Linked DNA regions of Macaca mulatta: region 2 is linked to region 1. Evidence: chromatin contacts called from public Hi-C data. All regions are on one chromosome and are shown on one strand. The core of a region is the stretch at or near the end of the contact, and the rest is flanking DNA. Distances in the headings are between cores, read along the strand shown.

Region 1 (6,456 bases), core at 1,320-3,819:
CAGAAATTGGGCTAGGTTTACAGTTTGTTGTTGTGGTTATCCTCAGTGCACAAGAGACTTCAAATTTCTCCAGAGATAGCTTATGTGTAGGGTGTGGGCTTTATTTTGAAAGTATGTTTTAAGGAGGGCTGTATTTATGTCAACTCGACACAGAGTGGACAGTGGTAATTTTGTAATATCTCAACTTTGCTAAGCTAAACTATGTTTCCCAGAATTTCCTTTCCTTTTGTTTCTGGTTAGAATAGCCCAGAAAAGACATGGTTGTGTAAGTCCTGAAGGGCAGAACCGAAGCATCCCTCCAGTTTTATAGTTGAAACGGTGGTGCAGGGACACTAGGTGCTACTGCAGCTCATGCACTTTGTCACCAATCAGCTGGTTCTCCTTGTTGGGATGGGGCAGAAGCCTTCCCCTGAGTCATCTTCAGCTTTTTTGATTCCTGAGCCATGTGTGTGTCTAGTCCTGTGGCAAAGAGTGTCAGCTCCTCTAGCAAGGATACTCGTATCTTTAAAGTTGGAGACAGTGAAAGAATGACCAACTCGTGTCTTAGGTTACAATTCATTCTTGCTCTTCCCTACTTTATGTTCATCTTCCCTTCTTAATTGCTTGCCCTGCGAACATGAAGAAACATAGTGATTCCACTTCTCTGATTGAACCTTGGCTGGTACACAGACTTATAGACATTTTGTGATGGAGAAAAATTGTGAATTAGGGAGACTCACTAAAGAAGGAAGGTAATCTCTGGTATGGCAAGAATTAAGACATAAGGATTTTAAGGAATTTACCTGAAAATATTTAAATGACCACAGTAAGGGGAATAAATACTTTGCAGGAATGCTGAAACTTTTCATGCAATACTTAGGTAGACATACAGACACACAGATGCCATAAACACTCATGGTAAATATCAGTAACTGTTAAGAGCATTCCTTTCTGCTTGGTCCCTATTAAAGAACCAGATTCCTTCTCCACAGAGTATTCCAATTTACAAAGAAAATCCATTCATTAGTTGTCTAATTTAAATTGTTTTAGAAATATTCAGTAGAACTTTTAGCAATAACCCTAAAACAGATATCTCAAGAACCCCTTTTTCTAATAAGAAAAATTATTATGGGAAAGGCAGTATTTGATATTGGGACATAAGAAGAATGAAAAATCTGTTAAATAAGCAAAAGCCCATTAGCCTGAGGCTGTCTTGGTACTTGAGTTCTTATATAACAAAATACAACGTGACTTAGTATGTAAACGAACTGAAGTCTGACTTACTCTCTCTCTCTATATATATGTATTTTTTTTTTTTTTTTTTGAGACAGAGTCTTGCTCTGTTGCCCAGGCTGGAGTGCAGTGGCGCAATCTCGGCTCACTGCAAGCTCTGCCTCCTGGGTCCACACCATTCTCCTGCTTCAGCCTCCAGAGTAGCTGGGACTACAGGCACCTGCCACCATGCCTGGCTAATTTTTTGCATTTTTAGTAGAGACAGGGTTTCACCGTGTTAGCCAGGATGGTCTCGATCTCCTGACTTTGTGATCCGCCTGCCTCCGCCTCCCAAAGTGCTGGGATTACAGGCGTGAGCCACCACGCCCGACCAACTTACTATATTTTTATAGCAAATAGCTGGGTTTCAGCCAATCACAGCCAACCTTCAGCCAATGACAGACAACCAACTGATCAGACCATACCCCAATAAGGCAAATGCCTCATCATATCATTGCGAAATAAGGCAGACACCTAGATGTTAACTAATCAGGTGATTTCTCTATTTTGCTTCCTACAAAAGCTAGTAGCTCATACTGCTGGGCAGAGCTCTCTGAACCTCTTTTGGTTCTGAGAGCTGCCCAATTCATGAATTGTTCTTTGTGCAAATAACTTCTACTAAATTTGTCAGTCCAGAGTTTTTATTTTTTTTTTAAACAAATATCATTCACAAGAAAAGGAAGAAAGTGGGAAGAATAAAAAGCAAAGCACCTCAGAAACACAAGATCAAAAATCCACTTAAGGGATATAGATAATTCCCTGAAACAGGCAAGCATATTATTTGTTGAAAGCCTCCATGGATGTTCTTTGGGATAGCAAAATGGTTGCTACTTTTCAAATTGGATACCAAAAAGGCAATCTCTGAATCCAAATCATCCCCACGTTAGCCAAACTCCAGGCCTACCAACACAGATCCTTCAAGTCTTCCTGGCATTCCAGGCCCCTAGGCTGCAGCTCGCCCAGAACTCCTGGGACTCTAGAAGTTAAATCAGTCTAACTAGGAGACAAACACAGACCTGAACGCTCAAACTTGGAAAGAAAGGCCAAGATTAGAGGCACCTCCCCGGTTGGCTCCACCAGGGGTCACAACGTCCAGCCCTAATGTCTTGCCCAAGTCCTCTCTAGCCTTCCACGGGCATTTCAGGGTCTCTATACCTGTTTGGAGGAGCCGCTCAACGGTTCCGTCCGGCCCCGCGCCTAGGCCTGGGCCAACCCTCGCGCGCTTCCGGCGCGGATACCCAGCAGCTTCCGGTCTTGCGCGCTCAGGCCGGGCAATGTGCGCGTTCCTTTTGGGTCCTGAACCCCGGAAGAGACACTGCGCAGTACCCTCTTACGTGAGGCGGTGGCGGTTTTTCGGAAGTCGTCTGGTCTCTCCGCGGCAGTTCGCAGCTTGCTGGCCTCTCCCTCGCCTCACGTCGGACTGCGGCTCCGCGGCAGGGAAGCAGCATGGAAGCTGAGGACCTCCAGGAGGAGTTGACCTGCCCCATCTGCCTGGAGTATTTCCAGGACCCGGTGTCCATCGAGTGCGGCCACAACTTTTGCCGCGGCTGCCTGCACCGCAGTTGGGCGCCGGGCGGAGGCCCGTTCCCCTGCCCCGAATGCCGGCACCCATCAGCGCCCGCTGCGCTGCGACCCAACTGGGCCCTGGCCAGGCTGACGGAGAAGACGCGGCGCCGGCGCCTGGGCCCCGTGCCCCCGGGCCTTTGCAGCCGCCACTGGGAGCCGCTGCGGCTCTTCTGCGAGGACGACCAGCGACCCGTGTGCCTGGTATGCAGGGAGTCCCAGGAGCACCAGACCCACGCCATGGCGCCCATCGACGAGGCCTTCGAGAGCTACCGGGTGAGCTGGCTGTCGCGGTGACGATGACGGGGCTGCCAGTATTGCCCAATAAAGTTTACTTAATTCTCCTGAAAGAGCCACGAAGTGGCCGTCATTCCTATTGGATGGCATGAAAAGCCCCTGAAACTCAGAGAAGTTAAGCAACACACAAATTTCAGAGCTGGGGTTAAAACTGGAATGAGAGGAGGGGAGGTGCGAGCCCCTCAGCAATCATTGTGCAGAATTTTCAAGAAACTGGCCCTTGGGGAGCTCCTAATAAAGAAAAACATACTGAGAGGGTGTATGCCGCTGCTGTCCAATAGAAACCACATATGTAATTTAAAATCTTTCTAGTAAGATAAGGAAACGAGGTGACATTAATTTTAATAATATATTTTATTTAATCTGATTACCCCAAATATTCAAAGTTGGGATGAAAATTATCAATGAGTTTTTTTTTTTTTTTTGAGACGGAGTCTCAACTTTGTTGCCCAGGCTGGAGCACAGTGGTGCGATCTTGGCTCACTGCTGCATCCGCCTCCGGGTTTCAAGCAATTCTCCTGTCTCAGCCTCCCGAGTAGCTGGGATTAGAGGCACACACCACCACACCCGGTTAATTTTTGTTTTTTTAGTAGAGAGGGGTTTCACCATGTTGGCCAGGCTGATCTCGAACTCCTGACCTCAAGTGATCCGCCCGGCTTGGCCTCTCATAGTGCTGAGATTATAGGTGTAAGCCACTGTGCCCGGCCTCAATGAGATATTTTATACTCCTTTTTCATAATAGGCCTGAAATTGGTGTGTATTTTACGTTTTCAACACATAGCAGTTTGGAATATCCACATTTCAAGTGCTTGTATGGCTAAATGGATACTGCATTGGACAGTGCCTGTCTGTATCTGTGAATGTGATAGACAACTGATGATTTGGGAAAAGCCTGGCTTGTAATGATGAGCCTGGCTTGTTACTAGCTTCGTTCATCAGTTGGGAAAATCATGTAACATTTGAATTTGGGGATTATCTGTCCTATCTATCTCATGGGTTAAGAATCTTCAGTTAAATAAGTCACTTTACCTTACTCTGCTTCAGCCATACTGGCTTTCTTGCTTTTGTTTCAAGTCTGTTCTCTTTCTCTACCCACATCTATCCTTTAGATCCTTTTAGCTTTTAGCTCGAAGACCTTCCCTGATCATCCTTTCCAGAGTAGCCCCACCCCCTCCCATTACTGATGGTGTAACTCCAGTGGTCTCCAGCAGAATTGATATGCAGTAAGTACATGAACACACGAATTTATTTATTTATTTTATTATTATTGTTTTTGAGACGGAGTTTCGCTCTTGTTACCCAGGCTGGAGTGCAGTGGTGTGATCTCAACTCACTGCAACCTCTGCCTCCCAGGTTCAAGTGATTCTCCTGCCTCAGCCTCCCGAGTAGCTGGGATTACAGGCACCCGCCACCATGCCCGGCTAATTTTGTATTTTTAGTAAAGATAGGGTTTCACTATGTTGGTCAGGCTGGTCTCAAACTCCTGACCTCAGGTGATCCACCCACCTTGGCCTCCCGAAGTGCTGGGATTATAGGCGTGAGCCACCTTGCCTGGCCAGACACATGAATTTAATGACATAGTGAAAATGTTTGGAAACTGTAAAATACTGTACAGTTGTACCAGCTGATTATGAACAGGAAACATGCAAAGCTGGACTAGAAAGTGTACCTTCATTCCTTTACTCAGTGACCTTTATTGATGCTTACTATTTGCCAAACATTGTTTTAGCATCTGGACATAAATGGATGAGAAAGACATGGGCCTTATAAAGAACTTAAGCGTGTAGAACATTAATTTCAGTGTGTGTGAGAGTTGCTGAAGTATTTACCAAGTATACAGAAGGTCTGAGGTCAGAGTGATCACTGAGGAGTGAGGAAAGGCTCCATTGAGGAGTTGAATGTGTTAGCTCTTGAAGGATGAGTAGAGGTAGGAGAGAGGGTATTTCAGGCCAAAGAAACACCATATTCCAAATGTGGCGGAGTGGAATAGCATGTGATGTGTGAGAGGACGAGGTTGCTCAGTACTTCTGGAGCATGGAGCATGGGAGGGAGGATGGTGGGCCACCAGCTTGAAGAAAAAGGCAGGGCCTTATCACGAAGGATCTTGTTTGCTATAGTAAAAAGATTGAACTTTCTCTTTCAGGCAATGGGAAGTTATTAAAGGGTTTTAAGGCAGGGAATGATATGATCAGTTTTTTTGTTTTAGTCAGATAACTTTGACATCCACGAAGACTAATTAGGCTGCTGTTGTACCATTTTAAGCAGGAGGTAATAAGGACCTGAATTAGTTTGGGGCAGGGATGATGGAGAGGGAGGGATGGAGTGATTATGAGCTGGAGTTGAATGACTTGGTGATCAGTTAGACTTGGTGGGTGTGAGAGAGAGAGGAGTCTTGGATGGTAGTCCAGGTTTCTGCTTCAGATGGCAGGTAGATGACTGTCAGGTTAACCGAGTTCAGGTACACAGGAGGAAGCATAGTCTTAGGACAGAAGATCCCATGCTCGTTGTGGAATGTACTGAGTGTAAAATAACTGTGACAGGAAGTCCAAGGAAGAGGGACAGGAGGTGGGGTGCCTTGGAGGCTAGAGATAATATTTTAGAATCCTCAGCCTATTCTTGAAGTCATGGAAGAAGTAAGAAGATGAGATTCTCCTAGGGGGACCACATAGAGGGTAAAAAAAAAGGCACAAAGAGAAGCTTGGGAAACACCAATGGTTAGTAGCCAGCAAAAGACATAGAGAGGACCCATCAGATAAATGGAAGGGAAAATATACTTGTGGGTGGTGGCTGAGGGAAATATAAGTGTATGGGTATGAAAGGGGAACACAGCCCTTAAATCTTCCATCTTCAGCAATAATAGCTATCAGTGTTCATTACTTCTTATGTACCACCCACAGTTCTAAGCATTTTTCATATTGTAATTCTTTAATCCTCATAGACATCCTGTTAGGTGGATTCTGTTATCCCCTTTTTGAAGATGAGGCAACTATGCCACAGAGATGTGAGGTTACATGCCCCCAAGGTCACAGAGCTAGGAAATGGCTACGCTTGAACTGAGGTCCTCTAACCCCCTAATCCTTTACACTTTTCACTCTGCCACAACTAATCTGAGAAGTCTTCTTAGAAGAGATGGGATTTCAGGATTAAATACAAGGCCCAACAGGACAGGAGTGGATGGGTAAGGGTTACACTGGGATGAGCTGAATGTCACAAGATTGACTGGGTAGGTGTTCAGGAGCCAGGTCACTGGGCAGAATTCCCTAATACCCGCCCATCTCTCTATCGTCCTCTGCTTAGTCACTGCCCTATTCAACCACCTTTCATTCCATCCCCACCCCAAGTTAG
Region 2 (6,456 bases), core at 1,175-3,674, 170 kb before region 1:
TAGGGATTCATGAACTGGCAGCACCCAGTCTACAAAACAGAAAGGAAGCCAGGTGTGATGGTGGGTGCCTGTGGTCCCAGCTACTCTGGAGGCTGAGAAGGGAGGATCGCTTGAGTCCAGGAGGTTGAAGCTGTAGTGAGGTAGGATCATGTCACTGCACTTCAGCCTGGGTGACAGAGTGAGACCCTGTCTCTAAAAAAAAAACAAAAAAACACAAAACTTCATATGTTGAAGAAGGCAGAGGAAAGCATGAACAGGAAAGCATGAACATGATGAGGTGCTTTCCTTCTATTGACAGCTGTTGTGATACCTCAGTTCTTATCTTCTTAGTTTAAAATAATTTAAAGCCAGGTGCAGTGGCTCACACCTGTAATCCCAACACTTTAGGAGGCTGAGGTGGGCAGATCCCTTGAGCTCAGGAGTTTGAGACCAATCTGGGCAACATGGTGAAACCCTGTCTCTACAAAAAAGTAGCTGGGCATGGTGGCATGCATCTGGGGTTCCAGCTACTCAGGAGGCTGAGGTGGGAGGATTGCTTGACCCTGTGAGGTGGAGGTTGCAGTGAGCCAAAATTACAATACTGCACTCCAGCCTGGGTGACAGAGTAAGACCCCCATCTCAAAAGAAAATAAAACATTGAAAGAAACACACAGGAGGCTGGGCGCGGTGGCTCACACCTGTAACCCCAGCACTTTGGGAGGCCGAGGCGGGCAGGTCATTTGAGGTCAGGAGTGCGAGACAAGCCTGACAAACACGGTGAAACCTTGTCTCTACTAAAAATACAAACAAATTAGCTGGATGTGGTGTCACACGCCTCTAGTCCCAGCTACTTGGGAGGCTGAGGCATGAGAATCGCTTGAACCCAGGAGGCGGAGGTTGCAGTGAGCCAAGATCACGCCACTCCACTCCAGCCTGGGTGACAAGAGCGAGACTCTGTCTCAACAACAACAACAACAACAAAAAAAAAAAAAAAAAAAAAAAAAGAAGAAAGAAAGAAAGAAAAAGAAAAAAAGAAACATGTCAAAGGAAATCCAGCATAATTTATTGCAAAAGAAAAATAATATCTTGAAAGTTAAGTGCAGAGTAGACAGTACACCCTGAGAGAGAGAGATCGTTCAGGGAAGGCTGCTCCTAAGGATGAAACAGCAAAGGCTGGCTCTAGAGAGACCCCCTTTGTGGGGGGGTCTTACACAATTATTCATAAGGGGGTGGGAGAGGTGTTACTAGTAACCATGTTCTGGGTGGTCCTCTAGGTGCACATGCGCAGTGGCTGTACAGGCTTGTTGATATATTGCATGTTTCATTAGCATCTTAAATCTCCACCCGGGGCGTGTTTTTTACTATGATAATGAGCAAAGGGACAGGTGAAATCAAAATGCGCATGCTCCCTACAGGCGACAGTCCCTACTGGAGAGAGCTCTGCTTGAATGAGTTCAATTACAATGCAAATGCTGGAGCTTACTGTGTTGACTGTGTGGTCACCACGGTTGCCGCATCTCCAGGACATGGTCACTTCCTTGACTACCTATCCCGCCTCGCTTCCACCTGTAGCTTCCTTTTTTTTTTTTTTTTTTTTTGACACGGTCTCACTCTGTGGCCCAGGCTGGAGTGCAGTGGTTTGATGTCGACTCACTGCAACCTCCGCCTCCTGGGTTCAAGCGATTCTCCTGTCTCAGCCTCCAGAGTAGCTGCGATTACAGGCGCCCGCCACCACGCCCGGGTAATTTTTTTGTATTTTTAGTAGAGACGAGGTTTTGCCATGTTGGCCAGGCTGGTCTCGAACTCCTGACCTCAGGTGATCCGCCCGCCTCGGCCTCCTAAACTGCTTGGATTACAGGCGTGAGCCTCCGCGCCCGGCCGGTAGCTTCCTCTTCTCTGCTCTCATCATCTGTACATGGGTTTTTTCCTCATGTCAACTCTGTGATGGGCTGGAATGTTTTCTTCAGATGTGGGTAATTTAAAGGGGGCATTTTTGCAAGACGCCAACAAAAAATCGGTTTGTTCAGAGGCAAGTTTTAAATCAGGGTCCATTTTTTAATATTGATGAATCCCTCAAGAATTGTATATTTACTGCTGCCCTTCGTGAGCAAGCCTGAGAAGCGCGGGCTCGACATCTCCGCGCGCCCCAGCTGCCGGCCACCAAGGCAGGCGACGCCGGAGCACATGTCCTGAGGCCCAGGACCGTGGTCGGCCGCTTTCGCACGTGCGTGGCCAGCAGAGGGCGCAGCCGGCCAGCCCCGCAGCGAAAGATCCCCGAGTGCCGCGTCAGCGATTGGGCTCCTTGCCCTCGCCGCCTGCCAGCTGCCCTGAGTCAGCAAACCACAGAGAGGCGAGGACCTCCCATTTTCCTAGACAGAACAAGTGGGCGTTGGGGGCACGGGTGAGTGTCAAGAACAACCGACCCGGAAGCGAAACGAGGGGGAACTTCCGTTCTTTGTTCTGTCCCCGGTGTGTGGGTCTGTGACAGGGTCCAACAGGGCCTGGTCCGTGTCCGGTCCCCCAAATCTGTCGTCCCTGTCCCCTAGGGTGAGTCCACGCGTCCCCGGGTCTCGCGGTGAGACGGAGGCTGTGGTCGCCGGGGAAGGGGGTGGTGTCTGTGCCGCTGCGGCCCTTAGGGTTCCCCGGCCGGTCCCGAGCAGGGTGCGGGGAGGCGCCCCTCCGTCCCTTGCAGCCCGTCCTCTACTCCGCTTCCCCAGGGATCCCCCTAGCCTAGCGGGAGCCTGCGTAGGGGTTAGTAATGGGGCTCCGGTTCTGGTTTTATGACTTAAACGGCGCCCCAGCTGGAGCGTTCAAAAGTTTCAGCAGAGTGATAGGGGCGCCTCTCTCTTGAAAGCAGCTAATGACAGCGACCCTAACTTGGTACTTCTCCCAGACGTTTTTATTTGATGTTAACACAGTAATTCGCGCCCGTGACAGGAGAGGAAGTTTATTTTTACAGAGCTGGGTCCAAGGATCAGAGAAGTTCTGCGAAGCTTACGCAGTTAGCACGAGGGCTGGGAGTGGGTGCAGACTCCGATCCCAGGGGTAATCCTGCTGGAGCCCAGTGCATCGAGTGATACACCCGGCTCAGGCTCCGTTTTCGGTTGTATTAGATTCCTGGTTTGATCCTCTCTCTGGAAGTGGGATTGAATCCATGTCGGTGTTTACACTTTGAAGGGCTTGTGTAAACTCCAGGAGAGGATAGCAGAGTGATGAACCTGAAACCGATGGACTAATTAGAGGAACTAAGCGTATTATTTTCTCCAGAAAAGACATCTCTGGAGAGTGGGCATCATTTGATTATACGTGTTTGATGGACAGTCAGGTGGAAGAAGAAGATCCTGTTGTTGAAGCTCTTTTGTTTTTAAAAAATTTTTTATTTATTTATTTTTGAGACAGTCTCTCTCTGGAGTGCAGTGGCGCGATCGCGGCTCACTGCAATCTCCGCTTCCCAGTTCAAGCGCTTCTCCTGCTTCAGCCTCCGGAGTGGTTGGGACTACAGGCGCCCGCCACCACACCCGGCGAATTTTTTTGTATTTTTAGTAGAGACGGGGTTCCGCCCTTTGGGCCAGGTTGGTCTCCAACTCCTGGCCTCAAGTGATCCCAACCTTGAGATCCCACTCGCCTCAGCTTCCCAAAGTGTTGGGATTACAGGCGTTAGCCACCACTCCCGGCACTTTTTTTTTCCCTTTTAAAATTTTTGTGCGTGTTAAGGTCTTGCTCTGTTGCCCCCGGCTGGAGTGCAGTGGTGCCATCATGGGTCACTGTAGCCTGGAACTCCTCCCACTTCAGCCTCCTAAAGTGCTGGGGTTACAGGCGTGAGCCACTGCATGTGGCCAGTCATTGAATTTCTGTGATGCAGTAGGTCTCTGTGAGGTGAAGGTCCAAGGAGATAGATTTTCAGCGAATCACCTGAAAACTTCTAATGGCTCAGCTGTACAGTGTGGATCCCCTGCTGAAGTAGTTGGGAGGACAGTATCTAGCAAGTTAGCTGACAGAACGTTAGAACTTTCTTACCCTGGGTGGAGGTGGACCTGAGAACCTACCATTCCCTTTCATCTCTCCACGGGTGCAACACAAATACTACTAGTTGTGGTGGTGGTCTTAATTGGTATTTATTAGCATATAATAAGTATTCTCTCTTTTTTTCCTTTTCTCTAAATATCTTGATTAGAAATGAAGTTTAGGGTGGACTCGGTGGCTCACACCTGTAATCCCAGCGCTTTGGGAGGCTGAGGCGAGAGGATCACTTGAGGCCAGGAGATTGAGACCAGCCTGAGCAACATAGTGAGGCTGCATTTCTACAAAAAAAATTTAAAAAAACTCAGCTAGATGTGGCAGTGCACACCTTCAGTCCCAGCTCCTTGGGAGGCTGAGCTGGGAGGATCACTTGAACTCAGGAGTTTGAGGCTGGAGTGAGCTTAAACTCACTGCACCCCAGCCTGAGCAGCAAAGTCAGACCCTGTCTCACATGGGAAAAAAAAAAAAAAAAAAAAAAAGATATTTGCATGAATATTTTAAATTCCTTTTTTTCCCCTTAATCACACAGCATTGGCATCGACAAAAGTCAGAATTCCCGGGAACTTGAAGAGAGGCTGCTAAATTCCCAGTAATTGTTCCTTTGGCCTTCTAGGGACTGACTTCAAAGAAGGAAGGAAATAATCAGGCAGGTAAAGCTTTCTGTGTCTCATTCTCACTACCAGACCATCTATCTCGGCCCCCAGGGGCAGCACCAGGGAGTGAGGCTGGCAACAGAGCAGGGGAAGGGCCCCGCCTGGACCTGAAGCCATGGGGGCACAATGGAGAGTTTTCTTTCTGTGAGAAACACTGTTTACTGCTCCAGACACTGGGTGCTTGTTCTCAACAATATGCCTTTGAGTTCCAGCTTTGCTTAACCCAGCTGTGAGAGGGAGCATTGCCTTTTTCTCTGGAGTCAGACCTTTGACCTGCCTTTCTAGGAGTTTGTACTGAAAGCTGACTTGTTGAGGGTGTCAGCTCATAAATAGCCCTGGAGATTGTAAAGGTGGTTGATAAGAGGATATGATGGTTGGCTCTGAGACACTGTTGAAGGGACCCTGCTAGGAGGGCGATAAGGTGTGTCACCTTGATTGCCAGTGGCCTGGCTTGTGCCTGAGTCAGTGCTTTCCACTGTGTAAGGGCACTGGTATTGGACATTCTGTATCCCATGCTACCCAAAGACCAGAGTTGTCCAAACTTGTAATTGACTTTCAAACAGGACTCCTCTTCCTTTGTTCTTTTTTTTTCTTTTATTCTCTCAAACATTCTTTTATCTAACCCTCTTCCTTTGATGCCTTATGTGAGTGTAACAGTCTAATTATGAAGCACATACTTTTTGCATTCCTGATTTTTTTTTACTGCTTGCAGTTGTGAGTTGCAATAGAGTTAGCACTCAGCAAACATTTGGTATGTGAGCAAATGAGTAAAGAGATAATGAGAAGTGGATAAAATCCAGGGTTTTTTTTTTTTTTTTGAGACGAAGTTGCACTCTGTTGCCCAGGCTGGAGTACAGTGGCGTGATCTCGGGTCACTGCCACCTCTGCCTCCTGGGTTCATGCGATTCTCCTGCCTCAGCCTCCCAAGTAGCTGGGATTACAGGTGCATGTAATACCATGCCCATCTGATTTTTGTATTTTTTCCTTTTTTTTTTTTTTTTTTTTTTTTTGAGACGGAGTCTCGCTCTGTAGCCCAGGCTGGAGTGCAGTGGCCGGATCTCAGCTCACTGCAAGCTCCGCCTCCCGGGTTCACGCCATTCTCCGGCCTCAGCCTCCCGAGTAGCTGGGACTACAGGCGCTGCCACCTCGCCCGGCTATTTTTTGTATTTCTTAGTAGAGACGGGGTTTCACCGTGTTAGCCAGGATGGTCTCGATCTCCTGACCTCGTGATCCGCCCATCTCGGCCTCCCAAAGTGCTGGGATTACAGGCTTGAGCCACCGCGCCTGGCTTTTTTTTTTTTTTTTTGAGACAGAGTCTCGCTCTATTGCCCAGGCTGGAGTGCAGTGGCGTGATCTCGGCTCACTGCAACCTCCGCTTCCTGGGTTCAAGTGATTTTCCTGCCTCAGCTTCCCGAGAAGCTGGGATTATAGGTGCACACCACCATGCCCAGCTAATTTTTTGGATTTTTAGTAGAGACAGGGTTTCATCATGCTGGCCAGGCTGGTCTTGAACTCCTGACCTCATGATTTGCCCGCCTCGACCTCCCAAAGTGCTGGGATTACAGGCATGAGCCACCATGCCCAGCCTGGGAGTAGTCTTTTTATGCCAGTAAATGTATATACCCACTCCTGCATTTTGTTATAAATATGACTCAAAGTGGTGGGGGCAGCCAACGGTGGGATATTGTTGAGGAACCTGGGCCCTTTTTGTGGTCCTTGTGGTAGTCTCATTTCAAGGATTGTATTTACCAGGATCTAAAAGACTAGTCCCAGGCTGGGCGTGGTGGCTCACGCCTGTAATCGT

Evidence for each region. A called contact is a pair of places that touch in the nucleus more often than the background predicts.
Region 2: a contact with region 1 is called in a Hi-C map of fetal cortex germinal zone, with 4 times the contacts expected there. The contact joins the promoter of ZNF3 here to the promoter of TRIM4 in region 1. A contact is called at or near these places in 3 of 14 Hi-C or Micro-C datasets (fetal cortex germinal zone, fetal cortical plate and liver).

Annotation. Positions count from the first base shown.
Region 1 is chr3:47,217,261-47,223,716 of T2T-MMU8v2.0, reverse strand. It overlaps TRIM4 (tripartite motif containing 4), which reads left to right and starts at 2,569. Exons shown (of 8, transcript XM_077996240.1): 1 at 2,569-3,090; 2 at 5,318-5,336; 3 at 5,339-5,379. The coding sequence starts at 2,698.
Region 2 is chr3:47,385,432-47,391,887 of T2T-MMU8v2.0, reverse strand. ZNF3 (zinc finger protein 3) reads left to right here and starts at 2,424. Exons shown (of 6, transcript XM_077996262.1): 1 at 2,424-2,526; 2 at 4,529-4,649.